Regions from separate parts of the Gossypium hirsutum genome. Here region 1 is linked to region 2. A link is a contact called in public Hi-C data. All regions are on one chromosome and are shown on one strand. Each heading gives the region's core, a stretch centred on a gene start, on an enhancer-like site or on the middle of the called end of the contact. The rest is flanking DNA. Distances are from core to core; before and after follow the strand shown.

Region 1 (2,700 bases), core at 44-2,543, 190 kb before region 2:
GAAAAATCATTACTTTTTGCATTATCTGATTGATATACATCATCAACAACATGGGATTCATATCTTTCAACACATTTAGAACATAACCAGCGACCACAGCTTTGGCAGGGGTATCTATGAGATAATTCATCAGCAAACTTCGTATAACATTCAGAGCAACACATTTTTTGGCAAACACCGTTTTTTAGCATCAGAAATTCTTCACCAGTGAAACCGGAAAGATCACTAGCTCCCAATGAAATCCAAGACCTAGCTTTATCTATTAGATCTAATAGTGAACTATCAGGTACTCCCAGAAGAATCCCAAACAACCCCCACACAATAAGAAACTACGCTCTTTCTCCTAGTCCTCCTTCTAAAAATCAGTATTTAAGAAAATAATAATAATCAGCAGTTTAATATGGAAATATTAAAAATATAAGAAAACCCACAATAAAAATGGTGAGTTTTAATTATTTTTCAGGGTGAGTTTTAATTATTTTTCAGGGTAAGTATTTTTTATGAGCTTAAAATTGATTTATTTTGACCCCTTCAATTTTTTTTTTCTTTTCTCAAAGGTGTCAATTTAAGAAAATGGAATAAAAATACTCCAAGGAAGAAACTTAAATCGATCTTCCCCACAACTTTTCTTTTTCACTACATCACAAATCACAGAATAACAACATTTACACATAAAAAAATCACAACAACAACAACCCAACAAATTCAAACACGAATTCAACTACAACATAAACCCTAAAATTCAAAAATCCCGCAGAAAATTGACCCGAAATGAAAAAAAAAAGAAAAAGGAAAGTTCAGAGCTTAACCAATCCCAGATTTATGCATCCATAGATCAAGTCAAGCACCAAAATCACAGTGACTTATGATGGGTTTTAGTTTTTCAGAAGAAACATAAAGAGAACTAAAGTTCAAACACTAGAAGATGAAATTTAGCAGTAAAACAAGGCAAGGAAAGGGAAAAAAAATAATGAAAGAAAGCTAGCTTAGTGATTGAAAGAGAAATTAAAAGTAAAAGAGAAGAGAGAAGATTAGGAGGCAAAATAGGAAGAAAAAAGAGGAAAAGAAGAAGTGCAGAGAAGGTTCCCTTTTCTTATTATTTCCTTTTCTTCCTCAACTATACTCTTTCTTTCCCTTTTCTTATTATTTTCCTTCCCCCTTTTCTTTTCCTTATTATTATTTTATCACCTTTTCTCTCCTCTTTCATTTCCCCCTATCCTTCAACTTCCCCCCCCCCCCTCGCTCTCTCTCTATACTATAATAATATTTCTCTTTCCTTTTTTAATTCTTTCCTTCTTTGTTTTAACTAGGGTTTTGTTGAGAGATCAATCTGATTGGGTCATCAATGATTTATTCTTTTTTGTACCAATTTTTATTTTTATTTTTTCTTATACCCTTATATTTATTTTAATTAATAAATATAAAAATAACATAACGAACTATTTAAATATAAACATATTTTTATACAAATTGTTTATTTTTTATTTTTTAACTACAAACTGTTATCGACATGAAAAATAAATTTTAGTTCTTTTTTTATTTACACTATTAGAATATTGTTAACATAAATACACTTAAAAACCATGCGTTTTATTACATCAAACTTCTTCATCCATTTTTTAATTTAACTTAAAATATTAGCAACGCTTTTCATAACATCATATGGGTTGTTAGTGGCTGTATTTGTATAAAATTTAAGATTTTATTCATATTTATTTTTTTATTTAAAATTTTCAATCTAATTATTAATTTTTGCTCAAAATTTTTAATTTAACATGTCATATAACTTAATCAAACTTCTAAAATATTAAATTTTAACAGAAATACTTACTATTAGATTTTTAAATAAAAAAATAAAAATTAATTTTTAAATATAAAAATTAAATCTCAAATTTTATCGAAATATAATAATTACATATTTAACTTATTATATAATAAAATTCACGATCTAGTTGTAAAAAAAAATTATTTGATATATTTTATCTTAAATCATAAAAAAGAAATAAAAAAAATCAAAGTAATCTGAATTAGGGAGTCGAATTCAACTTTAACATAGCATTTAATGAATTAAATTGAATGCAGACATAATAAATAAGTATTTGATTAAATATTTAATTACGGGTGGCTGTTAATGGACGGAAAGACATGGTTTCATGGTTTTTAATTGGCAGTATTAATTTCACCATGAGTCTTGTTTTAATTAGATAAATTATTAATGATTCAATTCTTATGTTTAAATTTATTTTTTAATTTAACAGATCTCTATATAGAGGTAGTGTAGTAAGGCATGTCTCATGACCAAATTTTACAGGTAAGGCGGGTTTGGTAAAGCATTATTTGTGCATATTTGTGTGTTGCCACTCTCTCGGCTTTTTTTTTTTTTTGAAATATTTAAAATTACTCATTCTTCTTCTCTAACTAATAAAAAAGATGATAATATGCTTTAACATATTCGAACTTACGTTCTCTTACATTAACAACAATATTCATACTAATTAAACTAATATTCAATCAATAATTCATTATTTTTTTTTGCTACACATTATCATGCTACAATATTTTTTTATCATTTTTATATTATTATAACTCGCATGTACACATACATACGATAAAATTGTCATACAAGTTAAATCTACACATCAATCATAGGTCTTGGAGATAAGATAAAATTGATTTGATTTAATACTAGATTTAGAGTTC
Region 2 (2,700 bases), core at 51-2,550:
TCCAAAAATTCGTATAATGAAGGGAAACTTGTAACAGATCCTCCCCTCTTTAATTTATGAAATATTAAGAGATGACGATTAAAGAACCAAAGGATACCATCTAACATCCTCTTTAAATCAACCTCATTAAAGAATCTGAATATGATTCGCTTCTCCTCAATCTCTGATATGGTTACCCCCTCAATCGGATGCCACAACTCCGAAAACACGTCTCTTAAATGGGCAAAGTGGACACAACTGTTTGTTAACACCCTACCCACTAGACAGAATATGAAACCATCTTCTCCTACATCGTTCTCCTCTTACCCCGCAATAGGATCGTCCTCTAGATAGACCAAGTTTAGATTTGCTAGATCAGCCTTTATGCCTTTAGTCGGCTCTTCACGCTTACAATTCCTATCCCTGATTGAAACCTTAAAAATTGAATGCTAATTGAAAAAACCCCAAACCTATGAGTTGGTAGACAAAGAAAACAGAGAAAACCTAATTATAGGTACGTCGTTCCCAAATAAGACTTAATTTTTTGAATTTAGACTTAAAACTTAAAATATTTATATACATTATATTATTTTAAGTATTAGTAATACTAATAAATTATAATAAATTATTATATTATGTATTAATAATAGTTACATATTATAATATTATTAGCAGTATATATTCTATTATTATTTTGTATATTAGCAATATAATTTATTATATTATCATTAAAGTTTAATTTTATAGATTTTAATAATTAATAATTTTATATATTTATTATACATTTATAATTATAGTATTAAAAATATTTTATATTAAATTAATATTTTTGAAATTTATTTCACTTTCTAATTTATCATAAAAATTATTATTAATTACTTTTCCTATTAATAAAATTTTAATATAAATATGCAATACTTATAAATACATTTTCAAAAAAATAAAAATTTATCATTTATTTATATCTTATTTTTATTTCAGGTAATATAAAAAATATATTAATTATTAATAGTTGTTATGGTTGTTCAATTCTAAATTCGGACTTTGATTGGATTTATCTCGAGCTTAGGCTAAGTCGGTTTCTAACATAGATCTGTTACGAGCTCGAGCTTTCTCGAGCTTAGATTTTGCCAAGCTTAGACTTTTTCAAATTTGGATTTATGATGGGCTTGAAATTTCTCTAATTCGAATCACTACCGGCAAGCTTTTAAGCTCGGGACTATTTTGCCATCACTATACCCCATCGTTGGACAGCTCTACAAAAATAATCCAATTTTGTCTATTTGCAGTTTCGATCGTCAAGCCTGTCCGGCCCATGTTTGTTTCTAACAAAAGCCCACCGTGGCCTCACCTACTAAACTCACCGATTCAATGATAGACTCTATAGATCGTAAGCTGAAAGTGACACTAAGCTCTTCCGCCGGTAACACATACCAGACACAGATGGCATCCTCTAACTTGAAGATGATGAAAAGCCCACTTACCACTTCAGTAGACAAAGGACAGTTATTACCCATGAAAGCATCAGTTATGATCGCTACAAAGATAAACACAGCTACAGTTCCTCTTCAGGTTAATTGCTTGCTTCTTTAGTTACTACTTCATCAAGTTATTAGATGGATAGAACATGTGATCATTGATGGGTTTTGGGTAGAATACACTTTGGTATATTTATTTGTTTCTTAATTAAGTTATGAACCGAAGATTGTGATATCAGAGTTTATTCATTTGCTAAGGATTAACATTTGGTGTGGAACAATGAAAAAAACAAGAATTTTGAGCTAAAAATAAGTGCAAAATGATAAGTTAATCTGTTAGGTAATCTGGATACTGATTTGATAATTAATATATTGGGTTTATGACCAGTTAATCATTTCTTTTCATCTTAGTTTGTATAATCCTTGGAAATTAGGATTTAGGAATGCATCGTCATCAATGAACAAGAATTTAATGTTAATCTCTTGTTGACTGTAGCTTCTATCCACCTGCCTGCCATTCTCATAATTGCTTTGAATCTTGCTGTTGTATGTTACATGTAGCTTAAAAGAGAATAAATTTCCATCAACTAAGCCACTGATGTAGTGGGAAAGGAATTGCATTGATATCAAGTCTTTAGTTGACACCTAGTTCAATGTTCAAACCCTGATAACACCTGCTTCCCCCACTTATTTAAAAAAAAAAAAGATGATGAATGTCTCTAATAACCAAGAGGGCTTTTGTCAAATATGGCTTACCATATTGTAAATGAATAAAATTAGCCGAACTTCTTCAAAGAAGTATGAATATTAGTAATTAGTTTAGGTGGATTACAAATTAGGAGTTCATAGCTGCTTTGTTTAGGTATATGATGCACAGAAGATGGTGTTACCTGGATATATCGTATTGAAGGTGAGCCTGTATGATGCTGGAAACTACAGTTTAGGTTGGCTCTGTGTTCTGATTTCTTGTTTGAACCTTTGCTCAGTGCTCACTGAGTAACATTCCATCATTATTCCTATTTTCATCTTTCTTTTTAATTTTCATCTGAAGAAATTGTGTGAGCTAGCTTATTATGCCTGTGAATATGGAAAAGGGGGACTAATATTAGTATGCTTTCATGTTTCTTTAATATAAGTGAGTGGCCAATTTGATAAAGAGTCTTTCTTTTCTTCTATAATTTTCTTTTCCAGTAATCAGTAACTCTGTTTTGAGTAGTGAAACAAGTCGATGGACTATATTTGT

Evidence for each region. A called contact is a pair of places that touch in the nucleus more often than the background predicts.
Region 1: a contact with region 2 is called in a Hi-C map of hypocotyl, with 2.7 times the contacts expected there. The contact joins the promoter of LOC121227824 here to the promoter of LOC107924146 in region 2. A contact is called at or near these places in 8 of 34 Hi-C or Micro-C datasets (anther, callus, hypocotyl and 1 more).

What each region holds. Positions count from the first base shown.
Region 1 is chrA01:92,957,637-92,960,336 of Gossypium_hirsutum_v2.1, reverse strand. LOC121227824 (putative 1-phosphatidylinositol-3-phosphate 5-kinase FAB1C) reads right to left here and starts at 1,293. Exons shown (of 11, transcript XM_041110631.1): 1 at 1-1,293.
Region 2 is chrA01:92,771,214-92,773,913 of Gossypium_hirsutum_v2.1, reverse strand. It overlaps LOC107924146, which reads left to right and starts at 1,300. Exons shown (of 2, transcript XM_016854458.2): 1 at 1,300-1,551. The coding sequence starts at 1,351.